Linked DNA regions of Zea mays: region 1 is linked to region 2. A link is a contact called in public Hi-C data. All regions are on one chromosome and are shown on one strand. Each heading gives the region's core, a stretch centred on a gene start, on an enhancer-like site or on the middle of the called end of the contact. The rest is flanking DNA. Distances are from core to core; before and after follow the strand shown. Region 1 holds the start of LOC103653979 (heat shock 70 kDa protein 17). Region 2 holds the start of LOC100382640.

Region 1 (7,131 bases), core at 3,577-6,076, 300 kb after region 2:
GCAATTCGCATGGCGGATAATCCCGTTGAGCATAGCCGCACTAAACACATAGCCATTCGGTATCATTTTCTAAGGGATCACCAACAAAAGGGGATATCAAGATTGCTTATATTAACACCAAGGAACAATTAGCCGATATCTTTACCAAGCCACTAGATGAACAAACCTTTAACAAACTTAGGCATGAGCTAAATATTCTTGATTCTCAGAATTTCTTTTGATGTTTTGCACACATAGCTCATTAATATACCTTTGATCATGTCTCTTTTATATGCTATGACTAATGTGTTTTTCAAGTGTATCTCAAACCAAGTCATAGATTGAAAGGAAATTGGAGTCTTCGGCGAAGACAAAAGGCTTCCACTCCACTCCATCGAAATTACTCATCCTTCGCCGTCGCTCCGAGCATCTCTCCGTCTTTGGTATAATCCTCACTCATATTCTATTTGCCAAATGGGAGAAAGTAGTTAAAAGGGCTTATATTTCACTCAAGTATCCGTTTTTGGCGATTCATGCCAAAGGGGGAGAAAGTATTAGCCCAAAGCAAAAGGACCGCACCACCATCAATTTTCAAAATTGAAGTTAAGAAAAGGTTTAAAATGATGAATTTTTCAATTGATATCTTATTGTATTCAAAAGGGGGAGAAAGTAGTATTTTCAAAATTGGTATCTTAAAACCCTCTTGAACACTAAGAGGAAGATCTCACTAAGAGGGAGTTTTTGTTTAAGTCAAAGGAAAAGCATTTGAAACATGGGGAGAAAATTTCAAATCTTGAAAATGCTTCTCAAAATCTTATTCATTTACCTTTGACTATTTGCAAAAGGACTTTGGAAAGAATTTACAAAAGAATTTGCAAAAAACAAAACATGTGGTGCAAGCGTGGTCCAAAATGTTAAAAATAAAGAAACAATCCATGCATATCTTATGAGAATTTATATTGGCTCAATTCTAAGTAACCTTTGCACTTACAATTATGCAAACTAGTTCAATTATGCACTTCTATATTTGCTTTGGTTTGTGTTGGCATCAATCACCAAAAAGGGGGAGATTGAAAGGGAATTAGGCTTACACCTTTTTTTCCTAATTGATTTTGGTGGTTGAATTGCCCAACACAAATAATTGGACTAACTAGTTTGATCTAGTCTATAAGTTTTATAGGTGCCAAAGGTTCACAATAAGCCAATAAAAAGACCAAGAAAGGGTTCAAACAAAGAGAGCAAAAGACAACCCAAAGGCACCCTGGTCTGGCGCACCGGACTGTCCGGTGTGCCACCGGACAGTGTCCAGTACACCAGGGCACTCGACGCTGAACTCGCTACCTTCGGGAAAATCAGTGGGCGCTCCGTTATAATTCACCGGACTGTCCGGTGTGCCAGCGGAGCAACGACTACTTCGCGCGCAACGGTCGACTGCAACGCATTTAATGCACGCCTGCGCGCGCAGAGGACAGAGCACGCGCAGTTGGCGCACCGGACAGTCTACAGGACCTGTCCGGTGCACCACCGGACAGCCCAGAGACCCCACCTGTCAGAGCTCCAACGGTCAAACCCCAACGGTCTGCTGGCGTGGCTGGCGCACCGGACAGTGTCTGGTGCGCCATGCGGCAGCAGCCTTCCAACAGCCATATTTTGGTGGTTGGGGCTATAAACACCCCAACCACCCCACATTCAATGGCATCCAAGTTTTCCACCTTCAACACATTACAAGAGCTATAGCATTCAATTCTAGACACTCCAAAGAGATCAAATCCTCTCCCAAGTCCGGAATCACTCCAAATCAAATAGTGACTAGAGAGAGTGACATTTGTGTTCATTTGAGCTCTTGCGCTTGGATCACTTCTTTTCTTTCTCATTCTTCTTGTGATCAAACTCAATTGTAACCAAGGCAAGCGACACCAATTGTGTGGTGGTCCTTGCGGGAACCTTGTGTTCCGTTTGATTGAGAAGAGAAGTTCACTCGGTCTAAGTGACCGTTTGAGAGAGGGAAAGGGTTGAAAGAGACCCGGTCTTTGTGACCACGTCAACAGGGAGTAGGTTTGCAAGAACCGAACCTCGGTAAAACAAATCATTGTGTCTCACTCTTTATTTACCCACGATTTGTTTTTCGCCCTCTCTATCGGACTCGTTTATATTTCTAACGCTAACCCGACTTGTAGTCGTGCTTAAGTTTATAAATTTCAGATTCGCCCTATTCACCCCCCTCTAGGCGACTTTCACATAGGTCGTGGGAGGAGCGCGGGCGAGGATGGAAGGGGCGCGCGTGTGGATTGGAGCACGAGCGAGGATGGAAGGGGCACGGGGAGGAGTATGGAAGGGGCGGACGAGGATGGAAGGGAGGCGGGGGAGGAGGATGGCAGTCGGGTTTGCCGGCGGGGATCACGGTCAGGGGCAAGGTGGGCAAGGGGGTCACGGAGGCAGGGGCTTGCGCGGAGGGGGCAGAACCGTACACCATGTGGACGCCTACATTGCATTCTTAAGAGTAGTAGAGAAGAGATTAAGTTTTAGTGTTTGATAATCAATATAACTATTTGAACTAATAATATTTTTGTTAGTGTTTTTAGGTATAAGTGAACTTGAACGGAGACAATGGATGATCGAGATAATCAACGCCTCAAACAATACATGATTCAAAATCTAAAAAAGTTAAAATACACACGAGTCTAAAACACGAGAAAGAAAGAAGACCGGATAAAGACACACTAAGAAACAAAGAAAAATAGTCTGCTGAATAGCACATACATGTCTAGTGATCCACCAGATATAAGTGATATTGTACTGAAGAAGGGTTGCTGCTTCAAAGTATATAGGACAATGTGAATGTGAACGACACACCACATCAAACGGGTCATAGATACGACACTCAAAGAAGACTCTAGCTTTGTTTGGAGAATTCCATAATACACTGGACACGTCGGATGTAGCACCGGATATGCCACTAATGGGATAGTTAGAGAGGGTTAAAACACAATAGAGGGGGGCTATAATATAACGTACATATCTGGTATAACATGAACAAATCATAGGATGCCCTAATTCAAATAGCTCAGTGTGACTAGTTGATGTGGACATGCACCGACACATTCAATGATCACACCATAGTGTTTGGTGAGTGCGTAGAAATCCTATATGTCACCCCAATTAGTAGTTTTAGACTTGGATGCTATATACTACCCCAACCGGACATTTAAGTTGTGTGGGAGTCGAGGAAGATACCAATTGAGTTTGATACTCATGCACAATATATATACTGGAGGGGCTTGTAGTTTTACAATATGGTACCAACTGTGTTTGTGGTGTAGCCGCTACTATATACTAAAGGGAACGAGACCAACAACATTTTAGCTAGAAAATCGATAGTGAAGATAGTGGAGAACATCTAGGAGAGGCCACAGCGGAGTAGTTGTTGGTTGAGTCTATAGCCTATTGCAGGCTGTGTGGAGCAACAGAGACGAGAGTGGAGTCGAGAGCTGATGTGTCAGAGATGATATAAGATGGTGCATTTGCACCTAACATTAGTTTACTAGTAGTATAGCCAAGGACTAGGAGAGGCATGGTAGGCTCGTGGCCTTGTGGCGACTTAATGCAATGTGAGTAGCTGAGTCCTGTGAGGGTGTTTGTTTTGGTTTATTTTTGACTTCCAGTCATCATAAGCTATTGCGTACTATTAAACATATAACTTTCAGGCCGTTTTTATGAGAATCACCTTGATAAAAATCATCCAAAATCAGCGTGAACATATAATCGATCGAGTTATTGTGAAAGCAGATTCAGTCACTCTCTATATCCTAAACCCTTTTAGACTCCTTAATCTTTCTTTATATGTAGTTCTCATGATAATAAGATTATCTCTACACCATACTCTCATAAAAGCTTGTTAGAAAAGCCCTCCTTGGCATGGCTCTTTAGGGTCTGTTTGGTTGGGCTGTGGCTGTGGAAAAAGTTGCTGTGGGCTGTGAGCTGTGGAAAAAGCTGCTGTAGGCTGTGTGCTGTTAAAAAGCTAAAAATCGTTTGGTGGAAACCACTAAAAGTCGTTAAAAGTTCTTTGATATATGTTTTCACAGTTCCATCCAAAAGCCACTAAAAGCAGGTCCAGGGGTGCTTTCAGTTTTGCGCTACGAGAAAGTCGGCTTTTAGAAAAAGCTGCTTCCTAGATCCAGCCCTTTGGTTGACTTTTGGCTTTTAGGGGGCAAAAGCCAAAGCCAAAAGCCAAACCAAACACACCCTTAGACGGCTCTAGCTCAAGCTTATCATAAAGTCCTTATAAACGGTTGTAAAAAAAAAAGGCTTCTCGTTGAGAGCCCTCGAGGAGCTAAAGCCATTTTCGTGCCGAGAGTTAGAGCACAAAAAACATGGCTTATATTGACTTCCCTTTATTTTCCTAACATAACATTCAAAATAAACACAAAAAACTGTTTTACTAAATAAATTACTGTGTCCTTAGAAAATCCAAATAGTCGGAGAAGTAAGAGCCGGAATTGTTTTCACAGTAACAGAAGTCCTGGAAAGGCAAAAAAAATATATAAACAAACCGGCTCTATATCTCGCGCGTCCAATGCACCGCGCTCGCCGTGAAACGCCACATGTATACTTTTTAACGTGGCCGGTTATCATTGGATTGATGACTCAATTCGCGCCGATCCTGCTCGGCCCGTAGCCAAAATCTCTAATTGCAATAAATGAAGGACAAATAAAAAGGAAAATTTCGGAATCCGAAATATAGCAGGAGCACGCCCTCTGCACGGAAAAAAATTCTGTGCATACCGGATGCAAACCCTTTAGTAATTTATTTTTAATCTATTTGTATGGACCAGCAGTGGGGGTATGTGTAAAAGGTGGGGTTTGCATTCCGTATGCAAAGAATTTTTTTCCCTCTGCACCTCCTCCCCGTCCTCGAGATCGTTCTCGCCTCCCTCCGCTCCCCTTCCCCTCGTGCGCAGTGCGCTCCTCGAGCACCCCACACTCCAGATCTCCGAACCCCTCCCACATGCCATTGCCATTGCACTGAGCGGCAGCCAATAGCCAACTAGCCACACGCCATGGCGCAGTCCTGTAGTTGGGGAATCCTCCTCGCCGTCCTCGTCGCGGGACTCGCGGCGGCCGTCGCCGTCCCGCCGGCGACCGCGGCGGTGGCGAGCATCGACCTCGGCTCGGAGTGGCTTAAGGTCGCGGCTGTGCATCTTGCCCCGGGCCGTGCTCCGATCGCTGTTGCCACCAACGAGATGTCCAAGCGCAAGTCCCCGGCCCTCGCCGCGCTCGCCGACGGCAACCGTCTCATTGGGGAGGAGGCGGCGGGCATCACGGCGCGGCACCCGTCCAAAGTATTCGCCCGCGCGCGGGACCTCTTGGCCAAGCCCTTCTCCTACGTGCAGTCCGTCACGGAGTCGCTCTTCCTCCCCTACGACCTCGTCCCCGACGCGCGCGGCGCCGCCGCGGTCCGCGCCGATGACGGGCAGGTATACTCCCTCGAGGAGATCGTCGCCATGGTGCTCCACTATGCCGCGGGGCTCGCCGATGCGCACGTTGGGGCGCCCGTGCGGGACGCTGTGATCGCCGTGCCGCCCTACTTCGGGCAGGCCGAGCGCCGGGCGTTGACGCAGGCCACGCAGCTGGCTGGAATCAACGTGCTTGCTCTCATCAACGAGCACGCTGGGGCCGCGCTTCAGTACGGGATTGACAAGGACTTCTCCAATGCGTCGCGGCATGTCATCTTTTACGACATGGGCGCTGGTAGCACCTATGCTGCATTAGTGTGCTACTCGGCATACAACGCCAAGGAGTTCGGAAAGACAGTCTCCGTTAACCAGTTCCAGGTGAATTCCCTATCTTGCCTTTCTGGTAGTTGTTCAATTGCGCCTCTCTCAAATGCCTGGTGGCAATCTTTGATGAAAGTATTTCTTATGGTCACTATGATAGATCTGACGAAAATATGCTTTTCTATTATTGAGTTGTGCTGCTATGTGAGATGATGAGTGACAACTCCAGAATACTATATTGCTAACACTAATCTGCAGGTTAAGGACGTTAGATGGAACTCTGAACTTGGAGGCGTCGAAATGGAAATGCGTCTGGTCAACTATTTTGCTGATCAATTCAATAAGCAGCTCGGTAATGTGGTTGATATCCGTCAGTCTCCCAAGGCAATGGCTAAGTTGAAAAAGCAAGTCAAACGCACCAAAGAAATTCTTAGTGCAAACACTGCAGCTCCAATTTCAGTAGAATCTCTGTATAATGATGTTGATTTCAGGTGCATCTCTACTATCTTATATACTTTAAACTCATAACTATTGGTAAAAAAATATGGATGTAGCATGTAAGAAGGTCAAGGATCAAGATAAATGAAAATGCACCCAACATTGCAAAATTTACTCTCAAACCTAATTTGTCAGCTTAAAATTGTTCTGTAAAGAATGGGATTTCAACTCATTAATTAAAGGTGTCCTGGAAGCAGACCTTCTAGGTTTGGAGTTTGCATGGACGAAAGACATTTTATTTGTCTAGTGTCTTGACATGTATGATGTATCAGATTAAATTTGGTTATTTTTTCTTTTGAAGTGCATCGATGCAATCTCATCTAAATAAAGGTTACTGCAAACAAAGGCTGTGTAGTTCTGGACCACTTGGGCTACTTCTTAATTGACTCTGTATCAGCTGTTGAAGTTTTTTATATGGGAGACGCGGAAATTATGTTCTGTAACAATCGGGCCAATTATGAGGACTCTTAATGGTTGAGTTTTCAGTTTTTCCCTAGCTTGTGCTTTAAGCTTTCCTTGGTTTAAACCTGTATAGTAAGCTCGTGGTCTTAAATAACGGTTGGGGCAATATGCATTGTGTTACCTACTGAGCTTATGCACTATTTTTTTTTTACAGGAGTAGCATAACACGTGAGAAATTTGAAGAGCTCTGTGAGGATTTATGGGAGCAAGCTCTGACTCCAGTTAAAGAAGTGCTGACACATTCTGGCATGAAGATCGATGATATCTATGCTGTAGAACTAATAGGAGGAGCTACCAGGGTTCCAAAACTGCAGGTTAATAAATTTGGTTGTCTTTTAGATTTTTTTACTTAAACTTTGTGGTGCTTTTCAAAATCATTTTTTTATATCTATTAGCTAGAATCATCTTCTTAGGTTCT
Region 2 (6,744 bases), core at 3,699-6,198:
TTCTGTAACTTCATTGAAACAGGGTATATTTTAGCACTTCCCATAAAATTGATTAAAAACTGAAAAATGAATTACTGCAGCATGGACTTCTATTGTCATGAATGGATTCAATTTAAATAAACTAGTCAGACGCCTGTGCATTGCTACGGTTTCTATATATCGCATTGATGCATTTTATTTTAATAAAACACAAAAAACATGTGTTCTGTTGGTTAGGTGAATGTGGAGTAACAAACAAGGTTCAAGCCCACACTTGCGCACAATTCTACCTTATTTTTGCATAAAGCGAGAAGGGGAAAAAACTCGACCTACGGGGGTAAGACCGCCCCCACGGCATTATATTGAGAAGACTTTCTCATGCAGGTCGAGAAAACTCCTGAACCCCTGCCCCACACATACACAGCGGCACCGTAGCCCATGTGAGAACGACCGTGACTGGGGCCGAGCCTTAGACCTATGCTTTGGCGCAGAGCAGATGAGGGGATTTTTTTTAAACACAACCTGAAATTCGCTCCCATGAGGAGTTGAACTCCAGACCTGAGGAGTGCTACTCAGACCACCTAACCAACTCATCTAGAGTGGTGCACGACGACTATGGAACCGTAGAACCATGAAAACGGATGTCTTATATAGTAGAGACATAAATATGTTGAAATGAAGAATGCGAAGGTATAAGAATCAAGGAGTGATTACCTCTTCGACACTTAACGGGTGATCTCGTTGTTTTCCCCATACGAGAGGTAATGGATCTGACTGCCAAAAGAGTGGATAAGCTGATGTTACTCAGTGATAATGCAATTTGCAATAATGAAAGACTAAGCAGTTAAAGCTTTGAGCAGGCATCAAAGGTCAGTAGACAAAATCAAGTGAGTAATGGATTTCATTTAAAAGTTTTTTGTGAACTCATAGTTTGCAACTAAACTCTGAGCAAATGTTCTATAAACAATTTATAGATTTAAAAAACTTGAGACCTGGAAATATTTCCACAGTAGCATTAATATGCAGAAGGTGAGAACTGCACCCTATTTGGCTAGGTGACAACTATCCCCAATTAGTCAATATACCTCAGATAAATTATCTAATTTACTGATGTTACAAGCCTACAATGACTTGGGCGGTCAGAGGTTTAGAGCCTGATTGGTTGATGAGGGAAATTTTGCAGACTGGTGGGGAAAGGTGAGCCTTAGGGTTATCAAGACCAGGAAAAAAGGTCTTAACTCTCTGATCATCCTGGGGGCTTGGTGCCTATGGCTCCAGAGAAACAGAGCAGTGTTTCATGGGGAGTCTCCTTCCTTACCCAGGATTTTTAGGTGTTTCTCAGATGAGTGTGTTTGCTGGCTTTAGCAGGAGCTAAGGAGATCGGTAGTATGGGCTTAGTTGCTGCCCTGGGCGAGGTCGGATCTAGTTTCAGTGCTACTATGTAATTCCCTTCGGGATAATGTGGGTCTTTGGGAGATTTGCTCTGCAACATCTCCTCTTTTGTAATGTTTCCTTTCCTCTTTAATATATAAGAGATGTGCAGTTCTCCTGCGCGTTCTCAAAAAAAAAATTGGGAAAGCCATGTTTTTTGCCTCTATTTGGTTGGTTGCCAAAATTTGCCGATATCTCACATTTAGCTTGCCAAATCTGTGGCAAATATTTTTGCCCAAATTTCATTGTCAAATCATTGGTTTGGAAAATTTTGGAAGCCAACCAAGTAGGTCCTTAGTTTCCAGATCAAACCATGGTGGTCTTGAACTAGAAATATCAGATGGCCTGTTGAACCTTACAGGCAATGTAATTGTGATTGTGGATCAAATGCACAACAGATTTTGAAGATTTGATGCTGATTTAGTATGCAGTAAATAATGCCTTACGGCTATAATTTAATGATAATATACAAATTAAATAAAAGATGCATACCTCGAGTGTTGCTGAGGGTGCCGAAGCCTTTTCTGGTGTTACATACTGATTTTTATGTTTATTAGTTGATTTATTATCCAAAATGTATTGATGTTGTTGGCGTCCATAAGCATGAGCACCACTATTGTCTCGAAAAAGGCTTGATGTAGTATCTCGTGCAAATTTAGTAACCAATGAGAATTTCTCCAAGACTTGAATTGAAAGATCACGACCTGGATCATTTGATTTGTGATTTTGCTTTGAGCTATACTGAGACATGCTAGAAGTTGCCCCATGTCTAACATTATCCCCATGCCTGGACTCATCAATTGACCCAGTAAAACTGAGTGAATTTTGTCTTGACATGGCATTTGCTACTGAGGCTACTCCTGGAAGCTCCAAGGATGACAAGCTTTTCTGCAAATGCGACCAAGTAAGGTGACTCAAGTCTTCAAACAGGGGAACATTTGTGTCAGAAAAGATAACTTTTCAGAAAACAGACTAAGTTACTTCGCAATGAAGTTCAAGCTTAACCAAAAAAGATTTCCTACTATACAACAATTTGGCAGGTATACCTACAAACTCTTTGAATTGATAAGAATTAAGTGCAGTGAGCTGAGCCTTGAGAGTTTTTTTTTTGGCTAAAAAGAACTAGAATATGATAACACACCTGAAGGGGATCTTGAAAGTCGTTGACGAGAAAAACATTAGGATCGTCATCCGACCTTGAAATAGAAGAGAAAACATTTGAATCATACATTCTGAGGGGGATGCATAATGAAATTATGACTGCAATAAGGACTTTGGTCACTATAATTGAAAAGTTCTAAAGTTTCAAACTTAATTACCTTTCAACTGAATGAGTTAATGCTAGAAACTCAAAATTAAACAAACTCTATGCATAGGTTGGTAATTCAACAATTGTAATTATCGCCTTTAGTGTAGATTCACGTGGTATATGTTATCTGCCTTATGATATGAATGATTCATGCATACACTTTAGTGGAAGTAACATTTTTCGATATGGAGAAATCAAAACGATAGTTTATAGACAATACAAATGAAACAATGGACCACTATTTTTATGTATTTAGAACCGTTAAAACAGAAAAGAAAACCTGATGATGAATACATGTTGTTTCAGTGTTGCAAACAATTCACGAATTCCACCGTTGTAGAAATAGAATGGAGGGAAAGCCAGGCCTGCAAAAGTTAGTAGGTAAAAATAAAAGAACACGGTCCCTCTCTCTAATTTTCTGTCAGCATGTCAATAAAATATTTTTTATCTAGACAGGAGAAGCAGAAATGCTATTATGTGTCGACAAGGTAGGGCACTAAACCAATTGGAAGTAGCAATGTAATCGTGTGGGGTTCCAAACTAATGATATGAAGAACAAGTGACTAGCACATCTCACCTGATGAGAGAACGATTATTACGTAGTCCAGTCCAAACGTTGGGGTGTACTTACGGATGAAGCGTACATCACTTAAAGGCAAGGCCTTGATAGTGTACAGATTTCTATCTGCGTAGGATTAAGAAGTTCAGAGTAAGGCATCATATCGTCCTTATTGCCAAATGCAAGATGATTAATGATAGTGACAAACAAACTGTACTGGCATACATTTTTCTACTTCCACACCGACTGAACTGGTTGACAAAGAGCCGGCTCCTTCGTTTGGCTCCCAACTCTGTCATAAATATTGATCAAAACAACAACAAAAGAAGAAAATAGAAAGAGAGCAACAAGGAATCGCATGAATCATCGCTAAATCTATATCAATATAGCAATAGGCCCTATGGGTTCTCAAAATTTAAGCTGTGCAAGTGAAATATCACATATATAACTAAAAATGTAAGAGAAACAAGAGATAGACATAGTAGCATGTGACTAGTTACTAGCACATATCATAATGACCAAAATACAACAAGAGACAAACAACTTATGATTCATTTCGCAATGCTATTCACCACACTACGAAACTCAAAAGGCCTGAAAGTAACATACATGCTACAATATGAACCCCACTTGAGTAATTGCTAATGCTGTCATTATGTTGCTAGCAAAAAGTTCAGTTTCCTCAGTGGATATGTAGATACAAAAATCAACCATGTATGTGAATGTTAATGGCTCAGGGAGATGAGCTGGAATTACTCACCAGGAACAATGATCCCTGCTGCAGAAACAGACGCAGCTTCCCGCTGATACGACTGGAACCATACTGCGACGGGTGGATGGTCACACGCTCCTTCTCATATACCACATCCACCCTCGCAGTCTCCTCTGAGGCTCTGTCCGCGGGATCGGTCCGCATCGCCTTCCAACAGCAAACAGGTATCAGTTCGATCTAAAGAGAACACAGGTAGGCTATAATGCCACAACGAGCATCCCCAATGAAACCAGCAAATTCTATAAGTTGTACTGATGGTTCAGCTTTCTGAACCAGATTCGCTGCTAAAAATCTGGAATCATAACCAAAAGAGGACAACAACAGAATAAATTCTTGAAGATCTACATATTTCTCTTGTTCAATTCAGAATCATCTTATACTCCAGATTTTCCAAATTCCTGCCATCTATGTTACCATATTTTAGTTTTCCCACAAACATCAACACCCAGCAGGCCTACAGCTAGAATCAGATTTTCAGAAACCAAACAGTGCCACTACAATCCAACTGCATACTGGGGGGGGGGGGGGGGGGGGGGGGGGGGGGGGGGGGGGGGGGGGTTAACATCGAATAAGAGTACTCCCCCATCCCAACATAAGAGTAAAGCAGTCCAGGTCCATTCCACCCCCAAACGGGAACCAGTGACCTAATCGACGAATTCGCTCGCGCCGCCCTTAAATCGCGCAGGGAACCAAGCGAGATAAACTGCCTTAGCGTCGAGTTAGTCGCGGGTGGCGGCAGTACCGTCTGGTCAGAAGCGGCGGCGGCGTAGTCGGAGTCGTCGGAGAGATCGTAGAGGTCCGGCGAGCGCGGGGACCCTGCCTCCGCTGCTGTTACGTCTCCTCCACGCATCGCCACGCGAAGGGGTGCGATCTCGGGTTTTTGCTGAATCCCAACCAACTCTTCTTACTGCTGAAGCCGGGCTGGAATACTTGGGGCTGATATCGCGTCTGAGAACACCGTGTTGTTTGCGTGTTGCCTTTGATGTGTTTAATGAGTGTTCTCGTTTCTATTAAGGCACCTATTATTATTATTATTATTATTATTATTATTATTATTATTATTATTATTATTATTATTATTATTATTATTATTATTATTATTATTATTGAGACGGACATATAACACCTACGTACTATATTGCGGTTCTCCAAGTACTATATAAACTTAATGTATCTAATTCTTTTATCTTAATTATATAATTGATATTTTATCCTTCTACATTTTTACCATAAACCAACTTATATAATCTAGTGAGGAATCAAACACATCGTATATATTTCAACTAATAATGTGTGTTGTTTGTTTGTCTTTTAACTTATTTAAGCTGGACTACATAATCTAGAGGATAAATAAGGTGTTTGTTTGAGATTATAATCTATCTGGATTATAAAATTCAACTTATTTTAAAATTCAACTTTAGTTTAAAATAAGTTAAATTTTATAATCTGAACAGATTATAATCTCAAACAAAGTCTATAAACAGAGTCTTATTATGCAGCACAATAAAAGATGTTGTATGTTATTATATTTTTGTTGGATTGGATATTCAGAAACTGCTTATTCTGCATGTGGTCTCGAGCACATAAATGAATGAAAAATATATCAAATATCATGATTTAGAAATGAGAAGGTATCGCCTCAGGTATCTATACTATACTTAAAGCATCAGTTTCAACTGTCGTCATGCGTCATTTTTTTACAAATAACCTCTTACAACTATTTCAAATTAATCAGTTGCACATCTATAGATGCCAAACGACGCCCGACACGGGCTAGATACAGTATGATGCACGCGGGCTACAACTATAGCACAGGCACGTCATGCCGGCTTGCTAATTGTGTCGGGCCAGCCCGTTAGCCCGTCGATCCATTTAATTAAATCAGCGTAACGACGCGCCCGACACGGGCCACAACTATGGTACAGGCACGTCATGCCGGCCTGCTAACTGTGTCGGGCCAGCAGGAGGTGGGGTTCGAACACATGCCCTGATGGAAGAAGGGCGGGAGACACTGAGTGAAACTGTCTAACCAGTAGAACATCACGCTAAGATGTTTTTAATATTAAATATAAATTGTATATAGGTATATACGTTTTTTTAAATAAAAAATAATTGTGTCGGCCCGGGCCAGCACTACGGGCCGAGGTTACAGCCCAAGCATGACACGACATTCTTGGCTCTTGTAAGCATTAGGTCGTTTCTGAGACCACATTGGCGCAATAGACTACATGGTGTTTGAGGTTGCTGAATTGGATGGAGCAGCAATGATTTGTCACACTAACAACAAAATGAAAGATTATTTGTTGGTTTTAAACGTTAGTAATTGCTACGAAGTAGCATAATTTTTATGGAGCGCATCCAGTTTTTATTGATGCCTGACTTTAGCAATCACTCCATATTTGATTTATCTTTTTTATAAGTTTGACTTCATGGGACTTATTTTAGAAACTTGATCTCACAAACTTTCTCTTATTTGGTCTCTATACGATAGAATTATGTCATTTTATAATCTCCGTTCATTCAGTCAATCATTGTGAACTCTCTTCTAATCGCTCACTTTATTGGTCGTGTTGTACCAAGACATATTTGCATGGAGTAAACAATAACATCAGTTAGCCAAATCAAAAAATATATTATACAGAGAGCAGAGATAATTAATAAAAAATCTTGAAATTTTTTTGATGGATAGTTTAC

The links. A called contact is a pair of places that touch in the nucleus more often than the background predicts.
Region 1: a Hi-C map of leaf shows a contact between it and region 2, with 5 times the contacts expected there. The contact joins the promoter of LOC103653979 here to the promoter of LOC100382640 in region 2. A contact is called at or near these places in 1 of 25 Hi-C or Micro-C datasets (leaf) and 1 of 3 datasets of contacts at active chromatin or transcription factors (leaf).

The regions. Positions count from the first base shown.
Region 1 is chr4:166,529,320-166,536,450 of Zm-B73-REFERENCE-NAM-5.0, forward strand. LOC103653979 (heat shock 70 kDa protein 17) reads left to right here and starts at 4,827. Exons shown (of 14, transcript XM_008680804.3): 1 at 4,827-5,810; 2 at 6,012-6,244; 3 at 6,868-7,027. The coding sequence starts at 5,037.
Region 2 is chr4:166,226,859-166,233,602 of Zm-B73-REFERENCE-NAM-5.0, forward strand. LOC100382640 reads right to left here and starts at 4,949. Exons shown (of 15, transcript NM_001175364.1): 1 at 4,793-4,949; 2 at 4,039-4,197; 3 at 3,504-3,570; 4 at 3,297-3,404; 5 at 3,000-3,084; 6 at 2,552-2,606; 7 at 1,903-2,298; 8 at 694-753. The coding sequence starts at 4,900.